Linked DNA regions of Drosophila melanogaster: all the other regions are linked to region 3. A link is a contact called in public Hi-C data. All regions are on one chromosome and are shown on one strand. Each heading gives the region's core, a stretch centred on a gene start, on an enhancer-like site or on the middle of the called end of the contact. The rest is flanking DNA. Distances are from core to core; before and after follow the strand shown.

The links. Hi-C and Micro-C count contacts between places; a contact is called where the count stands out from the background.
Region 1: a contact with region 3 is called in a Hi-C map of the Kc167 cell line, with 2.7 times the contacts expected there. The contact joins the promoter of IntS2 here to the promoter of Fim in region 3. A contact is called at or near these places in 2 of 107 Hi-C or Micro-C datasets (the Kc167 cell line and larval brain) and 1 of 6 datasets of contacts at active chromatin or transcription factors (the Kc167 cell line).
Region 2: a contact with region 3 is called in a Hi-C map of the Kc167 cell line, with 4 times the contacts expected there. The contact joins the promoter of stas here to the promoter of Fim in region 3. A contact is called at or near these places in 7 of 107 Hi-C or Micro-C datasets (the Clone 8 cell line, the Kc167 cell line, the S2 cell line and 2 more) and 1 of 6 datasets of contacts at active chromatin or transcription factors (the Kc167 cell line).
Region 4: a Hi-C map of the Kc167 cell line shows a contact between it and region 3, with 2.3 times the contacts expected there. The contact joins the promoter of Ankle2 here to the promoter of Fim in region 3. A contact is called at or near these places in 4 of 107 Hi-C or Micro-C datasets (the Kc167 cell line, brain and embryo) and 2 of 6 datasets of contacts at active chromatin or transcription factors (both in the Kc167 cell line).

What each region holds. Positions count from the first base shown.
Region 1 is chrX:17,653,341-17,658,851 of dm6, forward strand. IntS2 (Integrator 2) reads right to left here and starts at 3,478. Exons shown (of 3, transcript NM_133004.2): 1 at 2,443-3,478; 2 at 482-2,118; 3 at 1-415. The coding sequence starts at 3,258. It overlaps beta-Spec (beta Spectrin), which reads left to right and starts at 4,032. Exons shown (of 7, transcript NM_078664.3): 1 at 4,032-4,197.
Region 2 is chrX:17,624,687-17,630,554 of dm6, forward strand. It overlaps stas (Stasimon), which reads right to left and starts at 3,209. Exons shown (of 4, transcript NM_132997.3): 1 at 2,743-3,209; 2 at 2,254-2,554; 3 at 844-972. The coding sequence starts at 2,764. CG8326 reads right to left here and starts at 4,806. Exons shown (of 2, transcript NM_132998.2): 1 at 4,655-4,806; 2 at 3,478-4,585. The coding sequence starts at 4,737. The coding sequence ends at 3,670. corolla (corolla,) reads right to left here. Exons shown (of 4, transcript NM_132999.3): 4 at 5,105-5,868. The coding sequence ends at 5,376.
Region 3 is chrX:17,300,637-17,306,435 of dm6, forward strand. Fim (Fimbrin) reads right to left here and starts at 1,293. Exons shown (of 5, transcript NM_078661.4): 1 at 724-1,293. The coding sequence starts at 798. CG5445 reads left to right here. Exons shown (of 5, transcript NM_001298442.1): 3 at 2,203-2,754; 4 at 3,439-3,734; 5 at 4,062-4,839. The coding sequence starts at 2,279. The coding sequence ends at 4,201.
Region 4 is chrX:17,576,152-17,581,431 of dm6, forward strand. It overlaps Ankle2 (Ankle2,), which reads right to left and starts at 3,078. Exons shown (of 10, transcript NM_132993.3): 1 at 2,954-3,078; 2 at 2,362-2,616. The coding sequence starts at 2,593. CG12991 reads left to right here and starts at 3,710. Exons shown (of 6, transcript NM_001272721.1): 1 at 3,710-3,946. It also overlaps asRNA:CR44124.

The sequences.
Region 1 (5,511 bases), core at 2,228-4,727, 350 kb after region 3:
CATCGATGGCACACTGGCCACCATCATGGGAATAACCGACTTTGGATACGTTTGGAAGTGCACTAGTTTCGCCAGCGAAGGCTCCGAAATGAATGCCTGATGCACATAGGTGCCAATGATGCCCTGTATCTCACGCAGCTCCAGATGCGACACCCGATCCGTTGCCTTGCTGGCTATGTAGTCCAGCACCTCCAGCAGAATGTGCACGGCGGCGCTCTCCTGCGAGGCAATCAGCGTGGTCCTTAGGTCCTCCCAAATCGCATCCGTCTGCATCATGCCATTCTTGTCCAGCACCTGCTTCTGCTGCATCTGCATGTGCACGTTGAGATAGGTCTTCGAGGCGGCTAGGCTGCCCTTCAGAATGCGCAGCAGGATCATCAGCAAATAGGGCGAACAGAATACGAAGCGTGGACAACTGTTGATCAAAAGGAATGCGAAAGAATTTTAGGAAACAACACACGAAAATGACGAGGCAACCCACCTTAGCACCTCCATGGGCTCCAGAAGACTCTCGTTGGCAAAGGTACGTCGATCCATCGTATCCGAGCCGTTGGTAATCGCTCGCAGCGACATGATCCACAGGGTGGTGGGCAGCACGGCATTCAGGCGCAGCCAAATATCGTTGTACAGATCCTTGACGTATCGCGGCACCGACTTGGCAAACACCATCGGCAGATGCTTCACCAGCTGTTGTCCATACTGCGCCTGCGTTTCTGGGGGCATCTGGAGTAGCTGCTTAAACACGCGGATGGCTAGATGCGGTTTCGTTTGGATGGCGGCCAGTGCACGATCCAGGGTCTCCGGCTTGAGCTCATGCTTGCTTACCACCACCGTGGAATTGCCCTGGGCCAGATTGTGCTCCTCCAGCCAGTCATCGACCATGCTGAGATGCGGATAGTTGGAGATAATCAAACGCAGCAGCGGATGGAAGAGCGAGAGATAGTCGTTGTGGTAGTGGTGCGCCTTCTGGAGCAGATACTTCAGTGGCAGTCCGCCCAGGAAGTTGTTGGAGTACTCCTTCTGCTTGCGACCACCCAAAGCGCTGAGGTTCATCAGTCGCGTATCCTCGTACAACATGAGGTAGTAGATCATCAGCAGCTGGGCGGTTAGTGGACACGTCACCTCGATCTGGTTGAGCTCCTGACTTTCCGCCATCGGTGGCAGCTCCTCGGCGAAGAATGTGAGCTTGGATGTGCGGAACACGTGCAGAATTTCCGCCTCAGTGAAGGGCCGGTGCATGTGATCAATATTCACTTTTCCGGTGGGATTGGGTATTATCAGCGTGTTGACAAAGACCTCCACCAGGGCCGGCATCACAGGATGCACTGGCCTCACCGAACTGCATATTTGCTTGAAGATCCACGACTTAATGGGCACTTTGTGCTTGAGAAATGTCCTCGATTTCAGCAGTTGCTGGATGCAGTGCACCGGCAGGTAGCACAGTATGGTGCCATTTAAATTCGGAGTGACGGGTACGCGAACCGCATGCAGCGCCACCACCTGCTCCGTGAACAGGTCCTGTGTGAAGAGCTGCTTGATTCTGTTTGTACTGTTCGGCCGGATGGGTATCTTCATGGCCAGCGTGGAGCAGACCATCTCGCTGATGGCCGAGATCTGATTGCTGTGAAAGTGAATGGCCAGAAGCAGGAGCATCTCACCCAGCGAGGTGCTAGTACCGGGGCGCTTGCAGAAAAAGGCATCCTCCCGTATGAGCCACTGCAGCCACTCCACAGCCTTGTTCTCCAGTGGAATGGTGGACACCAGCGAGGGACAGGCGATGAGCATGCACAGCGCCAGCGTTACAAATCTCACGCCCGAGGGCGTCGCCTGCGGACAACTCGTGACCAGCTGCGACAGAGCATTGATCTCGTCGTCGTTGAACTTCAGGCCACCGATGCCGCGCAGGGCACAGTACAGACGCAGCAGCACCGCGCCCTGCAGATTGAAGTCGCGCAGCTCCGCCGCATTGGTCGTCGTTTGAATCACCTTCTGTAGCAGCTCCACGCGCACCAGATTCAGTGCGTCCCCCTTCCGCTTCTGGCTGGAGCGGATGTAAGCGGCGAACCAGGAGCGCAGATTCTGGTCATTGCCCAGCAGCAGGCCCGTGAGGAAGGCTATCTGTGGGGAGTGGTTGAAGTTTGCATTGTTATCTCATTATTCGTAAATATTGTCATACGTCCAAATAAGATTCAATCGCTCTAGCGAATTAGAGCGAGATAGCTAAGCAACATTTTCTCGCTTTTGCTTTTGCTTAACACATGTTACACAAAAATAAGCAGAACTCCAAATGAATGGTACTCCAAACAAAAAAGATCAATCAACAAAATATGATCAAAAAACATTTCTTATGTACGTTAAATTTAAATGAAATGCAAAGAATTTCCTAACGATTATAGTGTTGTGGTAAATCTGCACCTTACTGGTCAATATTACCCTACTCACCAGATCCTCGGGATGCTTGAGCGTGAGCTTAAGCATAAACGACGGCACCTTCAGCATATCCACGCACATGGACCTGTTGGCCAGCGCCTGGGAGGGATTCATCTCGCTGAGCCCCATGAGCAGCATTAACCGGTGCTTGCCATCGCTGCCATCCTCGTCGCAATTGGCGATCACATGGGACACAACGTCGCGATAGCAATCCGGAAAGTTGGCGACCAGTGCGCAGATGATGCGATGTCCGTTGGGCACATGGACAAGGGCGTCCGTTAGCTCCAGTATGTTCAGCAGGGAGGGCAGCTCGGCGAGAGCAATGCACAGAATGTCGACCACCTCCTCCAGATAGATGCCGTCGTCCAGCATCTCCGAATGGGCGGCCGGTTTCTGCTCGGAGACCTGCTGCTGCAGATTGAAGATCTCGGAGAGCACCACGCGCACCTTGCGCGCCACATCCGCCCGCTCAAAGCCCAGTGCGATGCCCGACTGGAGGCCGTACTCGTGTTGCTGTCCCTCGAAGAAGGCCGACTTCTGGCGGGCCTGCAGCTCCTTCTTCAGCTCATTCTCCAGCTCATGGTAGTTGACTTGCAGGTAGGAGACGATGCTGTTCACCACCTCGATGCCGATGAGCACGGCCAGGATCTCTTTGCGCGACTCCATCGACGATTCGGTGTTGTCCAGTGGCGATAGCAGGCTCATCCGCACCAGCGAGGGCAGCACGGGCCGAATCTCCGCCTCCGGATAGCTGGCCAGCAGGGTGATGTCCAGATTCTGCATGGCGCAGAAAACGCGCGGCGATACATCGTACATCCTCACCGGCATTTTGTCCTCGTCGTCGTTGTCGTTGCGTTCCAACTTGTTGCACCCGGCAATGCTCGTGTGCTCGGTTGTCCCGCTCTATTGGCCTGGCCGGCGGGGTGTCCGTGCTGGAGATGCCGGCGCGGGTCTGCTTTAATCTCGGCGATCTGTAGTTGGGGCAGGGAATGCCGGAGAATCCGAGAATCCACTGCGATCCGCATCCAAAAAATCAACACACGTCAGTGTGGCCAGTTGGAGAGGCTGCAAATATACCAGCAATTACTACATTTTATTATTTTATTATTATAAAAATACTATACTGCTCTCATAGGTGAAGGTTAACAAAGAGATGCGCAGCTAAAGAAAAATATTAACAATTATTGCAAGAGGCTAACAACTATTAGTACTATTAAGTTAGTAAAATCTTTACTGTTATTATTAGCAATAAGGCTTATATTCTCCCAAAAAGCCAACATATTAAAAAAAGTTAAATATAAATAAGTTATGTTTGTATATAAGCATTTCTGTAACGAAAATCTTAGGAAAATAAGAACATTTTGGTTCTGATAAAAATTTAATTAATATTATTTAAATAGCTCGAAGTAATAGAGTACATGTGGCGTAAACAATTGTTTATGTAATATTAGGTTATACAAATATGAAGGAATATTTAAGTTAAATAATATATAAAAATCTTAAGTTCCACCGTTTTGGCTAATTTATAGCCAGATCATGTGGCACGGCCACACTGCGCAGTAGGCGTTTTTTAGCGCCTTCTCGCGCTGGTTCACTTCGTTCACTCGTTCGCAACGCGATGTTTTGAATACATACATTTTTTCCATTCTCGCCAAGTGAAGTTCATCCGCCAGACCGAAGATTTTTAGTTGAACGTGCTAAATCTATGAAATTAACTGTGTTTTATGAATCAATTAGGGCGAGCGGAGCTGCAAAATTATCGAGTAGGTAAGTGAAAGTCGCCGCAGTGCAGTAAAAACGGCGCGAAATTCGAAACGCAAGCGGTCGAACGGGGAAAATGTGAAATAGACCAACGCCCAAGTGAATAGGCCACGAAAAAGGAGCCACCAATAAAAGGCAGAAGTGGCAAAAGAGAGCAAAAAGTATCTAACGAATGTGTGAGCGACTCTTACTCTTGGTGTGCCTGTGTGTGTGTTTTTGGTTTGAGAATTAGAAGTGTGCTAAAATATGAAAAGCAAGTGATTTCTCGCATACATTTCTACGTACATAATAAAAACATCATCGATTAAAATTGCCTGCTAACTCATATATTTCGACGCTGTCGCCGTCGCTGCCGGCGTCGCTGTCTCTGCCACCGATGATGACATCATTCGGTTTTCGTTGAGAGCGCGTAGCGTGCGTGAGTGTGTGTGTATGTTTGTTCGAGTAATCGAATTGGACGAGTGTAGTTCGCATTTTTTTTTTTATTTTTTAAATTACTTGGTGTAAATGTGCCTGAATGGCAGGACCGAAACTCTAGAGCTGTGAATTAAACGCATGAATGACATGTTGCTGTGCAAGAAGAAGAAGCGCAAGCCTTAAGTAACGTTTGCGTCAGTTGTTCGTTCCGTTGGTGATAAAAAGCGAAGAACACGGCTATCGCCTAATCGGAGATATATATATATATATACATGTGTATCATACGTTGAGGTTCCGTGTGCTTGTGAGTTTTATGAAATACAAGCGGTGCGCTCTTTTTTCTTCCCCGTAGATACGCATACGCCTATGCACTTGGCTGAAATACAGTTACGTGCTCACCAACACATCGGCTAAAAATAACACACACTCCCCATTTCCCATTTCCCTTGCACCCCGCTCTTCTCACCCACCCGGCCCTCTGAGGTCACGAGTTGAAGTTTCATTTCGAAGTTACGAGTTAAAAGATATAAATATACTGAGCTGCACTTGCCCAATGTTTGTTTGCTTATGTGTTTGTTTGTGCTTCACCTTGTCGCTGATGTTGTTGCATTGTTGTTGTTTATGACAAATCACACACGTACAGTTGTAAACACAACACACACACCCGCACACAAACCTACAAACATACAGGCATTCAATCAATTGATCGCCGAAAACTCATTAACTTGCTCATAAATGGCAGGGAAAACTGGTTTTTCCTTAGCAAAGCCTCAGCTTTGGTGGTGGTTTCATTTCCAAGTTTCCAAAGTTGAACTCTTGGCCTGTTTAATTGAACTCGCAGTTGCACACACGCCCCGCTCTCTCTCTTCCGCTCACACTGTGTCTCTCTTCATCGCTCTCTGT
Region 2 (5,868 bases), core at 1,959-4,458, 330 kb after region 3:
CTTTAGCTTTTGATTTCGCTTCTAGGTTGCCTCTTTATTTTTTTGTTTATTCCTGCTAAAAACGCACTTGAGTGCGGAAGAAGAAGAGCAATAAACAAAATACAAAAAATCAAAACACTGACGACAACAAAATAATGTCCAGCTCAGCTGATTTTCGCGACGAAAACAGCAACAAATACAAAGAATGCGTCATATAAACGACCAAAGTCGATTTTTAGGTAGCACATGCTGCGTGCACTGGAGTGGACCTTATTAAAACGATAAACTTGACACGCACCGATAAAAACTAATCATTTTAAAATATCTTAAACCCAGTTGGGTTAGCAAAACATTTTCTAAATAAACTAATAGCAACACAGTTAACATTGCGTATACGTTATTTTATTACTCATACGCACAGTGAAGAACCAGTTTTGAGCATTGTGGGTTTATTTTTTTGTTTGCATTGAATTCTAGTAACACGAAATGCTAGCGTGTGAGGAAAATCCAAAGAAATACGGTCCACCCCAGAGAGTGCAAGTAGTAAGTAAGAGCAAGAAGGCAACCTCAGCGGCTCCCCTGCTTCCTACAGCTATCTCACTCGCACTTCCCCGTGCTACCCACGTATTTAATATGCACACTATGCGCTTCAAACGGTGATCGTGAATTAATTAAGGTGGAAACACACACAAACGCCCGACTGACCGTGAATAGTTTGTAGTGGCGGGGTCTTCATTTTTGGTAATCGGGTCAAGGTCACCGCCGAACGATAGAACTCTTTTATTATCTAATCAGTCGGCGACCGACTTTTCATGCCATTTTTCGTACTTTGGATTTGTACTTTTGGATTTGGTAAAAGGATACAATACGTAGGCGACCACGACGCCAAACATCACTTCGAAGTAGTACATGTCCTTGTAGCGATCAAGGACCTTGGCTAGCATCTTAGCATCTTGGATATCACGCGGAATTTTCAAGTGTTGTTTCTCCGACCTGCAGAAGTTGGGCAAGAACAAAACCGAGACGAGGTGTAAACACAGTCTATGTATATATGTATATATATACAAATACTTCATATATCGGTGGCGTGACTCGATGTGTGTGTGTGTGTGTGTGCGAGTAAACCCTCTCGCCAGATAGCTCTGTAATTTCAGCCATTTTCCAGTCAAATCTGGCTACTCAACTGGAGCTTAATTGAAATATTTCTTAATTTACAAATTTAGATAAGTTTGGTTGCTAGGGACTGGTATATAATATTACTATTTGATTAACTATCTAAATAGAAAACCATTGTTATTTATTGAATACTATACTTTAATAACTCTTTGTAAATAGTTCCTATCTTTACTGCCCAAAAACGCCTCTTAAATGGAAGCAAACTCACGATATACAGATAAGTGTTTTTATAATGCCGTAAAAGGTATCATGATTTGGTTACTATTTCAATTACTTTATAATCACTGTATGCCAATGCAGTGAAAAGGCACGAACACAAAAAAGAACAACAAAATAGATAAGTAAAATTTCACAGCATTATCAATAAGAATAATGGGTCTGCCAAGGGACTTTGAAAAAGATTAGAGGGATCTGCACTTATAGTTTTCAACACGTTACGTTTGCTGATCAAATTTGACAAAAAAAAAACAAAGATTGTTCTCTGACTTGCTGATTCCATGCAAATCAAATTCTGATGAATTCAAATTGATAGAAGTATATGTACACAAACGTCTTGAACTTTAAACAAAATAAGTTTACTCACTCACAGAACCAGACTATCAAATAACAATCCGCTTTAGGTAAAGTTTAAAGATAATAATAATCGTGTGCAGAAAGTTTTTCTTATGCAAAGCGTGACATTTGAGTTAAGTTACTTATTTAACATGGCTGTTATAGTAAATATTTGGACAATTAAATGGCCCTTTTCTCACTACATACAAATAGTTATGTCTGATCTAGCCAATAATAAGTATTTGCAATAAGAGTTTTACATCCTACAAATGTAATATCTATGATATTTAAACATAAAATATTGTTTTAGAAGCGAAATGGAGATAACTAGCATTAGGTAAATGACTACCTAGCATATCTAATCATAGTTGGATGTAGCCTAGCTATTTTAAGCGGATCATTGGTCGACATCTCTGCTCGCAAATCAAGCGAGACAAGCTAAGCATACACACACACACACATGGAGGCCACTTAACACCTTACAGGTGCACGAATGCGCAGGGGACACACATTTGTGGCGCTTTAGCACCAGAAAGACCCACTTACGCGTTGAGCTCGGGGAATATGGCGTACACATAGCACATGGTGACCAAGCTGGCCACAAAAATGCCCGCTACGATGACCAGGGACTTCTTGGTGGCCTTCTTCTCGTCTGCGGACATGGCCTGCTTTTGCGGAGTGGCCTGTTGTTGTTGCTGCTGCTGCTGTTGTTGCTGTGGATTAAGATCTTGTTGCTCCTGTGGCGGCACCTGTGGCAACAGTGGAGTAGCCACCTGATCCGGGGAGTGTTCCTGGAGCGCCTTTGCCCTGCCATTGCGCATTGTAATCCCCTCGTCAGCGGAAATGGCTAGAAAAAAAAAACAGAGACATGCAGATGTAATATGCATTCCAAAGCAGAAGTGGTGGTGGTGAACAGAATGCACGGACTAAGGGTTAATAGTCGTTTTTGGCTTCACGGGCTGCGCACTAGCTGCGGGTTAATCACCGTTCCTTCGCTCAGCTGATAAGTAAAAACAACTAAAACAGCACACTCACCCACACCACTGCAGTAAGACATTGTGGCTTTGACACGATGTACGTAAGCCCGAGTTGAAGAAGGAAAATTTAATAAGCCTTCTATATCCGATTTTAATTCACGATTGACTCATTTAGCGTCTAGGCTATTTATCAATTGTTAATGCTATTTGTGTGCCTATTTGCGCGCCAGTCACAATTTGTTGTTCTTCTCTCTATCCGCGTGCCTATGCGTATGTGTATGTGCGTGTGTCTACAACAATGAATTTAATCAATATAAAAAAAATAGGAAGTTGGCTAAAACTGCGTTAACTAGAGTAATTGTAGTTGACTACTGCGCTAATAGCAATTTTTTTAAATTTTTTCTATTGCTTTTCACTTTAGCCGACTTTTTCGGCGAACGATCACGCTTAAAAGTCAATTTAAAATAAATTAATTTCAGAAATTTCCGTCACGACCAGTGTGGCCGAAGGCGCAGTGTTGATTAAGTCCAAGCGTGTACACAGCTACCGCACAAAACTGAACGTGGGTTTCTAATAAAATCTGGTCATACTGTCATATTTAGCGCCACTTTTTAGTTTCTCTAAATTTTATTTATATTTTTTAATGTTATACGTAAATAAAAAAATGTGAGTGTCTGCATAAGCAAGTGAAGTACTTTTTTTGTATCTATAAATATCAACATAATAGTGCCCTTTTTCTTTTTGCCAAAAGACTCCATATTAATTACCACCTCCATGAAATACTGATAGAAATAGTGGAATTAAACAGTGCACTTTTTATTTTGTATGAAAATAGATTTAATAAAAATCTCATCAATATATTTAACATTCTATAATGAAACTACGACCTTCAGTGGGTAGCAAACGCATTCACGAAACTTAAGGGATTAGGTTAACTTGTTTTCATGTAAAAAAAAAAGTACGTTGGTATCTAGTCTAGAATCTGTTAGGAATCTGCTGTTGTCTTGTTTTTGAGCTGACGGTATAGCTGAACCATTTTGCTGCGCTCGGTTTCAAGCATTGACCTCGTAGCCAAGGGCAGATCTTTCCGCTTGCCCTTCATCTGGGCCTTGGTGGGTGCTTTGAAGGCGCTCTTAGATTGGGCAGCCAGCTTTAGTCGACTGCTGTCGTCGTCCTCCGGCCCACGATTTGACTGACCCTGGTCGGGATTCAGCATGGACTTTAGAAGGAGATTGGCTTTGCGTCCTGGACGCGGCACGGTTTCACTTTTTTCCGCTTTGCGCGGCAGGATTTTGAGGGAAGGTGGGGCATGGACGATCTCACCAAATGCCACAGCATCCTGTTTGAATTCTGTTGGCCCGGCATTCTGCTTCTCCTCGGTATCAACCTCTTGCTGGGCCTCCTTGTAGGCCCTCTTCACCAATTCGCGACTGGTCTTCGCATCCATGGGCTTGTGTACGACTTGAACCTTTTTGCGACCCCTTTTGCCCGCCAGCCGTTGCTCCTTTTGCTTCTGCTTGAGCAGCTCGTCGATCTCGTTTTTCGGCCTCTTTTGGACAGTAATCTCCCCGGTTTTGGGGTTTCTGATCACGTTCACACCATACTTGGCCTCGTAGTGGGCTTCCCGTACGGATGCATTGGTCATGCGATTCACTCGGCGCAGATAATCCTCGTCCGTTTCGTTGGCGAACTGCTTGATGTTACGCGTTTCCTTTGAGGAGGAACTACTGCCAGGCTTGGATCCTGGAGAGGATTTGGGCTTATCCTCCCGTCCAATTTCGCCCAATCTTAGCTTCTTGCCCGATTTGGTGGCGTTGGCAAGCTGCTGAAACTGACGGAACTTAAAGGACACCTGCTGCTCATCCTTTTTCACAGGCGGATTGTTCGTTACTTTGGAAAGTCTGAAATGTGAAATGGTGCAGATATTAGTTTAGCTGCCTTTTTCGACTGACTTGCCACTATGAACAAACTTCTTCTCCTTCTGTTCCAGCTGCTTGAGGGGATCACGGACGCCGTGGTGCTTGCGCACGGGAATCTTTCGTTTCCGAGCCATTTATTTTGGGTTTTGGTTCAATTTTTGTAAAACAAACTCGTGGTATCGACAGCATGGGTTAAAATACTAAGCGCGATGCATGCTGACAAATACCAAAACAAACCATAAATATACCAAATCGATTAAAGCTTGGACTCAAACCATTGGCGCCCAGAATTACAAATGAAATATTAAAGTTAAATATATATTAGATTAAATATATAAATGTATTTTACACTATGTATTGTATTAAGTAGTCTTCATATTCCCCTATTTTATAATATACATTTTTAATAAAGATTTATATGCTGTAATGAGAAAAGTATTTTATTGCAAGTGGTAAAATTTACTGTTTGCAGTAAAATTAAATATTTAAAGTCACGAATTTGTCTTAATTTATTGTTTTATTAGTTTATAAGCAACGACAAAATGAAGAATAAGTCTGAAACGGCACTTTCGAACTGAATACGTATGATTTAAATGTACATATGCATATTATGTACGCAAATTAATTTCATTATAAAGCTACAAATAATTTAGCTGAAGTGAAATTTTTTTTGATTGCAAATGGCAATGAATGAATAAGTATCTGGATATTAATTAATTGTCCGTTCTTATAAAGAACATACATTAATTTTTGACCAAAATACGTTAACAATTTAAAGTATGTACGCCGAGGCGGCAGTAGGTGTAACATCATTATCATCGCTGAAGTTCAGCAGGTAATCATCGTCAAAATTGTTGTGGGGCGAGCTGAATCGAAGTGATTGATCATCAAAGTTGTTGAATGTGGACGACGGATGCTTAAAGTAATCCGGCATTGGTTGGCTCATTGGGAACTCCTCCTCCTCCAATTTTAGTCGCTTGCAAGGCGGCGCCTCGTTTTCATCGCGATTGCTACCATAGTTCATAAACTGGGTTGCAGTAAAACGATTAAGAGTGCCCTTGGAGGTGCTGGGTATATCGTCGCTGGCCCAGGAAGATATGTTTTTGAAGGGAGAGAGAGTGTCGACTCTAATTATTTGTGGTTTATCGGAAATTTCATTGGATAGCTGCTCATCAGTCTTCGGGTTTTCGCCGATTTTTACTTGTTTGGCCGCATCAGCCGGCTCCTCCTCTCCTGAAGCCTCCCCTCCGGATTCCTTGTCATCC
Region 3 (5,799 bases), core at 43-2,542:
TTGTTTGCTCATCTGCTGTCCCCTCCCACCCACATCCACGCACGCGCCCCTCTCCCTCGCACTGGCATATGCAGCAGCGGGCGCAGCGCATTAACCGTTAGCTAGCGATGCTTGTCTTTGCTTCTTTTCACGGTCTTTTCCAGTGGCGGATCAAGGGGGGATTTTGAAGGGCTAAAGGACTAAGTTACTCTCGTAAGTGTAATGCAAAATTTGATCTCTGTTCTTGTACGATTTCCTCTTCTCCTGTCCAACATTCGTGCCAGCTGATTAAGTTAAGTTTTAGTTTTACAATTCCCAATTTAATTAACTTCTTGCTGGTTCTGCTTCTTTGTCGATTAAAAACTAAGCAAGAACATGAACTAAAATCGGAGTGGTAAGACCCTTTCAAAGTCCGACTCTGTTCTTCTCCTGCTCCTGCTGCCCCCGCCACTGCTTCTTCTTCGCTTAAGTCCACTTCATGGGGGGTTGCTTTGCACTGTTGAAGGCCAGCCGCGCTGTCGGCTGCGCAGCCGGCGTTGGCGTCAGCGTCGCTGCTCCCCATTGTCAACGCCGACGCCCACATGCACCGCTTAACGGTTTTCTTCCTGCGCCTCATGCGTGCGTGTGTGTGTGAGTCATTCAATTTGAATTTCAACAATTTGCCACCTATGACTCTTATTGATTGAATGTTGCTATTGCCATTGCTAAAACCATTTCGTTTTGCTGCTCTTTTTGTCATCTCACCTCTATGAATTTCTCCTTGATCTCCGCCTTTTCATCAATGGACAGCGTTTTTGTGAATTTGTTAAGTGTTGCCATTTTCGCTGCCGATGTGTGTGTGGTGTGCTGCTGCTGCTTTTCTTCTTGACTTTCTTAATTATTTATAACTGACGCCGCTGATTGGTAATTATTTTAAATAAATTATCCGTTTATAATCAATTTCACTTTGTCGCCGTTTTCGCAGTCGGCGATTTTCTTCTTTTTGCTCCTCTTCTTTTTTGTTTTACCGCGCGCTCCTTTTCCTATACGTATCTATGTATTTGTGCGTTTCTGTGCTAATATTCTTAAACTTCTTTTACTTTTTTCTTAACTTTTCACCCATACACACTCGTTGCTGGTTTTGTTTGTTGCTGGTTTTTACCAAAAAAAAAAAGATGAAGCCAGATTTAAAGCCTCCGTGTTGTTATTTACAACGTCAACCGAGCAAATTTTGTTTTCAAACGTTATTTAGCACGTCTGAATTCGGAATCGACCGGTTTGCTGTGCGTGCGAAGCGCTTTTGTTAGATGTTTAACAACAAACAGAAAACTAAATTGCAGGTTGTATTGTGAGAAATGAAAGAAGACAACGGAGCGAAAACAGTGTGCCCGTTTTGGAATTTGAAAAACCTACAAAAATACGGTGGTACTTACCGCGATATTTCCAAAACTGAGCACAGTATTCCATTTGAACTTAAATTTTCGATAGAATTGAAATACCTCTTAATGTCATAATAGACAGCACATTGTTTTTCTTCAAGTTTAAATATAGTTAATTTAAGCTTGGAAGAGAATTTAAAAAAAGCTTAAAGCTGCTTATGCTAAGTTATGTGCGCAAATTTATTTTTTTTACATTTTACATGTGCGTAGAATTTCCGTTGTTGAGTTAGCAGCAATTGAAGAACGTTGGAATTTGAATTATGGGGACGTTTTTTATTCAGTTATTTTTCTTTATTAGGAGGTGAATTCGAAAAAGATATTTCTTTATCTCTTTCTTTGACGCACATCATATTACAATGTTAACAAACATAAACGTTTAGTATTTTTCCGCTATCGGGTAGTATTTCGCGGTCGGCTCGCCACGGTTCCTCTTCTTTTGTCTAAAAGAATAGAATCGCCTGGTCACACCGCAGGGTCCAGTATTGTTGCCTTTTTATTTTATTCCCGCATTTCTTCGCTTTGAAGCGATCGCTTTTCGGCTTTCTTTGAGGTCACAGGTCACGCCAGCGGACGCTGGAAGCCGAAACGCCCCCCGCCTCGCCCCCTTGGCCATGGTGACCGTCGCTGTTGTTGTTTTTGTCGCCCTTTAAAACCAGCTGCTGCATCTGTGTGTGCGCGCGTGCTTGCGAGTATTTCCAACCAAGCGTGCGTCGGTGTGCGTGCGTGTACAAGTGCTGAAACAACAACAAAAGCGTAAAACGCATTTTCATTTGATTGCGATTTTGATTTGATATATTAATTACAGAAAGAAAGGGGGAGAAAGCAAACAAAGGAGACAAACTGTGAGAGAAAGACAGAGCGAGATCAAGACAGTGAGCGAGATGGATGTGGAGGAGAACTACGAAAACGCCGCCGAGATGCAGAACATGAACATGAATCTGAATCTAAATCCGAATCCGAATCCAAATTCGGACAGCCAGCAGCAGCAGCAACAACAGATGCAATGTGAACCGTTATTCGGGCTCACAACCAATACAACAACAACCACAAATCCCATGATGGCCATTCCCCTGCCCGCGCCCCCAGGGCCGCACTCCGCTCCGAACAACAGTCCAAATTCGAATGCGAATCCCAACTCAAATCTGAGTCCCAGTCCATCCGCAACAACCGCTAACGCATCCGCATCCACGATCAAGTGTCTACCGACGAACGACTTCGATATCGACTCCCTGTTGCTGCAACAGTTCAGCTGTATGGGCACCACGGACCACGAAGACCTCATCAGCCAGTTTCAGAGCCTAATGAACAACCAGATGAACCGGGAATCGGCCAGGTTTTACCTAGAGATGAGTAACTGGTAAGGATATAGCTATAAGTAAAATATCTCAAATCCATTGTGGTTTAATATTCCAAATGGAGTTAGAACACAGAATGTTTCATAATCCATTGAATTTAAGCTTCTTCCCTGCGTTCTGGACATATTATAGTCTTTATAAACTATATTTTACTTAAAGATGTGTTACTAGTAATGATATACATATGTACTCAGAAATCCCCATGGTACGATCATCATGGGCGATGTTATCGAGGCCTTTTTCTTTTATTTTAACATACTTTCTTATATTTTAACATACACAATTTAGAACAATGCATAATTATTGAATTATGAATAATTTTACATTGTTGTGTTTCATTGCCTCCAGCTTGATGAATACACATTTATAGATTACAAACGTAGATTTTTGAGTTTGTCATGGTGATAAATAACACTTTATAAACTATAAACAGGAAAATTAAAGCGCTATCTTAAATTCCCTCTAGGGCCTTATCTCAAAAGAACTTAAAGAGACGCTATAAAATTAAAGATATATCTTTGTAAATTAGAGCTAGCTCTCAAGTAGTTCTGATTTCTGTAATATGTTATAAAGTTCAGTTCTCTTTAATATATGATATGAATAGGCCAACTATGTACATCTAGAAACATATTGCTAATAACCCAGTTGAATTTCGTCATATTAATCAAATTTTTTCACATTTATAGGAGCCTGCAGACGGCGGTGGGCTGCTATCTGGACTTCTGCAGCTTACAGTCGCTGCCTTCGATGAAGATCGTCCAGGAGAAGCAAGTGAATGCTCAGCAGCAAGCGTTTCAGCTGCAGAACGATGGCACCGAGCGCTGGCCGAACAACTGCTATCTGACCTCGCCCATCCAGACGCAGCGCATCAATGTGCCCGCCCTACGTCCGGGCGAAACTTGTGATATCCTGGCCGATATGATGCCCACGCAGCCGCCGACAATGTGGCGGCTGTGCACTTCAAATGGCTGGTACTTTGGCGGTGAGCAAGAGACAGCACTCGATCTTAGAACTAGAATCAAACGCTGAGCTAGCAAACCAGAATTGTTGCACGTAATTTAGTATACTCAATCCTCGAAGTAAAAAACTAAGCTTATGAGCATGGGTATCAAGTACATAAATTGGCATGAACAAAGCAAAAGAAAAACAACAATCTAGTCACACTGATAGGATTTTTGTTTTCCTTAAAAATGTATTTATTCTGTAAATAATTCTTAACGACCATCTTTATAGTCGCAGACTGTATGTAGTATATTAAGTTTAAGAACCCACTTCTAATGTCCCATTTCAATGCATTTCGTTCAAACAGATGCCATTTGGATGATACCGCCCGGTACGCAGGCCAGCCAGGACGAACTGCAGCAGCGGATGGTGCAGCTGATTACGTCGGAGGTGAAGCCGGATATCTATCCGCAAATCAACATCGTGATAACCGCGCACACCCAATGAGCGCGGCGTCCAGCATCTAGCATTCGGCATCCTCCTCCGCTTTCGAGCGGGGTCTTCGGTCCCAAAACTCATCGATAGCATTTTAAAAAAAACCTGCGCGATATGACTAGAATTTCCCTTTTCCCTCTTTTTTCAAATGAGCATACTGTTGTTCTCAGTAGTTGATTTGTATACAGGAAAAAAAATTTTTTTTATGTAGTAGCCAACGCCATACATATACTACACAACCCCATGTTTAACTAGAGTTTGAGTTCGATTGCAGGACCCCCCTTTCGTTACTCCTCCCACTATTCCCACTCCTTAATTTCGGTGTCAGACAGATCAGCTTTATATATATATATCGATATGTCGCGAAGGGAGCGAAGGGTGTGTGCGGCAATAGGGAGAAATAAATTGAAATAAATTAAGTGAAAGTGAGAATAGGAATCGTGTGGCCACATTAAGTTCTTCTGTTAGTTTTAGGCGGTACTGTTGCGTGTGCGTGCGATTGTTTAAATCATAATTGAAATTTTTTTTTTCCAATAATTTAAATTCCTATGTTTTGAGTAATCGAGAAGCATGAAAGCTAAGAAACGTGTAACAAAATTAGATCTAAGTGTTTTATTGAGAAAAAATAAGAATGAAGCAGAAGGATTAAGAAAGTTGGTTGTCTTTTATTTCTGGGCGGTGAAGAAAAAGTGTATGTTATTTTTGTGTTATAAAGGTGAGTAAGGTGATGGCTTGCTTGTTGAATAATTTTAACTTTTTTTATCCAAATGACCACCATTGCGTTTAGCATATATTCGAAATTTGTTAATTGTTCATGTTTTCCGTTATAACTAATTAAATATACGATATTGACTGAAATGATGGGTAGCATTGTTCTGCTTTGCTATCATGCTTTGGCAGCACTGCGTTTATATATTTGCATGGATCTGGCAACACTCTCCAAAAAAGACCATTCACACAAAAGCAATAGTTTCGTAACTTCCCGCCCAATTTGTAAAAACGTAATCAAATTGGAATATTTGAAAAGTAAGAAAATCAAGGAAATAATCCAAATTTGAATTCAAATCAGAAAATTTGAGAATTTCAAAGAAATAAAAGAAAATAGAGCTTCTTGTTTGATGTCTTATTCTGATCACATTATGTAATCCGATTACCGGGAATATTACTTATGCTTGCGACTATTTCCACGCCCCTGCTATTTCCTCCTTTTGGCTGCTGGTTTTGCATGAAAATTGTAATTGAGTCAAAAATGCAAAAATACAAAGTACACAATTACACACACACACACACACACACACACACATTGGCATACAGATGGGATCAAGGGTCGTTCGTGCGTTGGCACGGAAATGAAATGCATTGAAACGGAAAAGAAAATTATAATCCGTCGAGGAATAACAGCAGCAACAACAGCAAGGACCCGGGTGTGAAGAGAGAACTTCGAGTGCCATTTTTAAATACCCTTCTAAAATATATAGTTCGTTTTTTTTTCAGTCATAACAACTTGCAATAATTTTAAGCTCACCTTTTGTAAGTCGTTCAAAAATTGGAAATGCTTGAACAATTTTAATGTTAAAAGTTGTATGCCTATTACAAATCCAAAAAAATCG
Region 4 (5,280 bases), core at 1,828-4,327, 280 kb after region 3:
CCAGACGGGTGGAGGATTGTCTCGAGCAAAACAAAATCAAAACAAGCTATGCTAAAGGGGGCGTTGGGTGGGCAGTGGGCCGTGGGGCATATGCGTGTGACGCAGTGGTTGGCACAACGCCGGCAAAATTTTCCGAGGCCCTGCCTTATCAGGAGTAGCAACAGTTTTGCTCGCAGATTGTCACAGATTTCAAAGATATGTATTTCCAATACAAACGTGGATGGATCGGAATCGAATGATTACATTATTTAGGGTTTATAAAAGCACTCTAAGCAGCTTGCCAGACACTTTGAAAGCCTATGATCACTTGTGGCTAACTAACCCATTTAAATAGCACTTGTTGAATTTATAAAAAACAAAAGCAGATATATTTAGCACACAGCTGCGGCGTACAAACATTTCATATATTTCTCTTAACATTACCTCTCGAAATTAGCGAGTGTGCCATAATTAAATTTACTTTCGACCCTTCGCAATGTGCTAGCAAAACAAAAACAGAAATAAAACTACAAGCAAAAACACCGCAGCCTTGGTGGTAAAGTTCTAATCAAAGATCTGAGATAAAAGCTCAACATACACATAGCATGTAGAACTAACAACAAGTGTTGGCCAATAGGGAGCACGTATGAAAGTTCAATTAAAAGGCATAAAACATTTGCTATTAGATTAATTGGACACTAATTAGGCGTGTTTCGATTTTTATATTATATATAAGGAATAAGGAGATTGCTTTAGTTATGATTACTTTGAAATATTAGGAAAGTAATTTGTAATTAAAGCAATTTAAGCACCTGTGCTTAAATTGCTTAAAGCAATTTAGTTATTGCTTATTTATAACATGTTATAACATATTATCCCAATCGTAGGGTATCTCATAGGTCGGCGTTATTGGGTTTTACGGAACTTTGCTCTCTTATTTTTGCGCGTTGACTTGGGCCAAAAGACAGGGACAGGGCCAAGTGAAAGGGACAGGGACAGGCACAACCCACAATAACACAAGCCGGCAAAATTGGGCGTATGAACATATATATATATGTAAATATAGGATCCGGGGATTCTTGACAGTACACGCACACACTTTTTCGGGATACTTGTTGTTCTGCAGCTCGCAGTATAAATAAATTTGAAAAGGAAGCAAATTGGAGAAATTCTGTGTGATATACAGTTGCGACCTAATTTATAGTTTTTATTATCAACTGCTGTTTCGGGATCTTTCTAAAAATCGCAATTTAATAGGTACATAAGAAATAATAATATAAATATATAAATATTTACTACTTATGTGATATTGCCCCGAATTTTAGAATATTAAGATAATTGTTAAGTAACCCATAATTATTCTTGTTAAAAAAAAATATATATAAGGACCTATTATTTTGACCGCAGCTGTGTGACTGCTGGAACATAAATATGGCAGAATGTGGGTGCTGACAGGTCAAGGTCCTCGTAATGCATCCAATTTGGGCATTGCCTGGAATGGGAACTGGATGATGTCGATGTGGAAGTGGAATGAACTCGCCCCAATCGGTTTTTTGTTTTCGAATCGCATATAATTGGATTAAAGAGCGAACGACTGAGAGCAGGAGAGTTGCATTTAATTAGACAGGTAATCGCCATCGTTCACCATTTGTTTACAATTAAATCGAAAGACCGCTCCCAGACAAGGAAATCGACTGTGCGAGCGGGACAGCTGGGCAAGCCCCGATTCCGACTTTTTTCTCGAATCTCAGAAGTTTTGAACACACACATGTAAACTTCTTCATGGGCTGTTAGTCATGGAGGAACAACAGCGCAAAACGAAACTTATAAAAATGCAACAGTTGAATTACCCTATATGTAATTTATCCCAGTTAATACATTTCATATATAATAATATTTAAGCACTTAATTTACCAAAAATGTGTAATATGCACTATTAGGTTCATTAAAATAACGACTTGAAAGAACGAGTTATCCATATGCTGAACAAATTTCGATCAGGTATATTCTGCATAAATGGGAATAAAATTTCAACCCCTTATAAAACAAACATTATTGCAGAAATTCGTCAAGCAATTCAGGTTTAGTTTCAAAACAAAACCTATGCAATTCCGATCATGAACATTCCTGTTGCTTGGAAACTTCAACCCTCGACTTTTAAATTTGGTTTTAAAAGTATGTGTATGAATCATAAAACCTCCCACTTGCTCCATACGACACAATTGTTTAAAAACAAAAGCACACGAATACCCATCAACGAATCGACCGAACGTTCGCGCATGACCCCCGATTACAGGGTATCACAATAGCAACAAGCGGCAAATAACTGGAACGCAAAACACACACATATACCGACACTCGCTTCATCTCGTTCGTACTTACGTGGATAGTCGGGATCCTCGTACTTGGTGGCAGCACTGCCATCGTCTGCGTTGCCCGTTTGCACGGATGCCGCCGAGCCGGATGGCGATCCCGATGCTACTGATGCCGATCCAGACGCCGGATTGGATGGCTTTATGTTCACCGCGGCTATGGAGCCGATGCACTGCGACACCGATCCCTCAAAACAGCCCGCTTTGGAGGTCGGGATATAGACCCCGAAATAGGTCGACATCTCTGCGTAAAATGGCGGATGCACTGCAAGGTAAGCGGTTAAAATGGTTTGACATCAACACCAAATAACAGGCAACTTCTTCACAACTCCGTGAAAAAATGTAAAGTTCCGCTGATGGCAAGCGAAGGCAACGGTAAAAATAGGGTAACATCAACCACAAAATGCCAGGAACTCTACTGTCCCGTTTTGTTGTTGTTTTCGGCTGCACTCCTCCACTCGCACGCACACAAACACAACAACGCAAAAAAAAAACGGAAAAAAAACAGCACACGCACATCAACAACCAGCGACGCGAACTCACGAGACCTGGAAGACCCAACGAATCGGCGGAATCACAAACATATATCTTGTTATTCTTACCTTTTAGCACAAAGGGCACAATACATGAAACAAAACCCAATAATCTTAAGCGTCTTTCAAACAAAATGTGCACAAACGAAATTAAATTAGAGGCGGACTGTCAGCGAATCTAGGTGTGGAGTAATATCGATAAAAAGTATCGTATGACTAGCTGACTATTGCAGTCAATTTCGAATTGCAGATCAAATTGAAATATTCTAAAACACTTGCATGAAAATTACGCGAGATTTATATACAAAGCTATAGCGATGATTGGATATCGGAAATTCAAATTGATTGTTACACAGAGGGATTCAGACATGAGAAGTGACACTTTATTTTAAGTCTTAAAAGGTATTTTGGTTGTAAGTTAGTATTACGTTATTCATAAAACGTACAAATGAGGCATTCCCCCAACTTTCCTCTTAATCATATAGCCAAGCAAAACATTTGATGGTTTGAGTCAAGGGTGCTATCAATACCACTGGTATTTTCTTAGTATTTTGTAACATTTTTAAATGCACCGCCTTGAATTTAGTCCTCTTAATTTGTTCATTAACTTTGGCCACTCACAAGCCTAGCTTAAAGTTAGTAACAGTTGCCCTGCTTATCCGCTTCTATCCCTTTTACACTTTTAAATACAGTTTGAATTTCATACGTTGGTTTGGGTCTATGGTGAATTGGTTGACGATTGGTATCTTTTTGGTATTTTATAAGGCTCCCCATTTAACGGTGGGGATTTTTCGGACATATTTCAACGACCGTCGACGGCTGCAAACATAACGTTCGTGGATTTCGTGGGGAATAGCGGTCGACTCGCGCGGTCTCATTTTTTTAACGTGCTTGTGTTGTGTGTGTGAATGTGTTTGGCGTGCGGCTAACACTGTTGTTGTCGAATTGTTGTTGTTGTTGGTAAAAACTTGCGCGCCATTACTAACAGTAAATTAAAGGAGTATCACTGCTAAAAAAAAAAAAATTGAATACACGCAAATTTGAAAGCTGCGACCCAAAAAGGTTTGTTTAAGTCTTCTAGTCAATTGTCTGATTATATTTTGTTCCCTTTTTCCTTTTTTTTGGTAGCTCAGGGATACACATACCCAGCAGGGGTGTGTTTTCCTGCGTGCGGGTGTATGCGTGTTTGTTTGTGTGTTTTGAACCTGTCCTCTTATTCTTGGCTAAAAATCAATAAAATAAAGCAAAAGTCGAAACAACAAAAGCTGCAGGTCCTTTCAATCCATGTGTACGTGTGTGTGTGTGTGAAAAGGGTACTGATATTCAGTGGATTTTTTTTGCACTCAGTAAGCAGCTGCAATAACTAAATAAATAAAAGACCGTTAAACGAGGCTCACTTAGTTAGTCGAGCATGGCCAAAAAGCCCGAGTTGCCAATTGCCAATTAGAAGCCCAAAACAAACGAAGATACAGTGAGGCACGACTAACGGTAATTAGGCGATTACCCCCTGTAAATTGCACCTGCATTAACCGTTCGTTTTGCAAAACATTTCCCGTTTCAAATGGCCAAGCTAATTGCCATTTTAAAGTGCCCAATTGTTTTCGATTTTCGCATTCGTTCCTGATCTACTAATCCCGAATTGATTGCCACCAATTGATTCCAATTTTAAATCCTTCCTCTTTTTATTATCAATCATTATATATAGTATTATCAATGTTAATTATATACAGATATTTTCAATTTATAGCGACTTATGACGATCGAATCCTCTTTCTTAGAACAAAAACTTTTCATAAGTTTTGATAGTTTTAGTAACTTTTTGTTGTGTCAAGTATTAATCATTACGCAAATAAAATATGTTTACAAAATATAAATTCGTTATGCCAATAGAGAATGAACTTCGAAGTAAATCACAAATTTTGCTTAGTGATTCGAATTACTTAACTCTAGGATTCCGAAACTTTTAAGATTATTATTTGTTATCCCCTCTTAATTAAATTTGCCACCATGAGTGTTGCCACATATAACTCATTAAATGATAAGAAATATTTGAACCGACTAACTCAACGGTATGTGTAATTACTTTTCCATTATATTGAGTACTAACAATGATAGCATTGAATGGCATTATCTATTAGCCGCTATCCACTGTAGTTGGCCGCACTTTGGTGTTAAGTGATCTATGATAAAGCGAGTTAACCCCGTAGCAAAAGCGTCGAAACAATAATCGCAAGACCCCATATTAATAGTAATGGCGATTTTATCTCTTGGCCCGGTGTTTTGCTATTATTTTCTTAACAGTTAGCGGGCAGCATACTGTTTTTTTGTATAATTTTTTAATGCCTTTCCTAACTGGATTGGCAATTGCGCCTGGCTGTATATTAAATCATTTACAC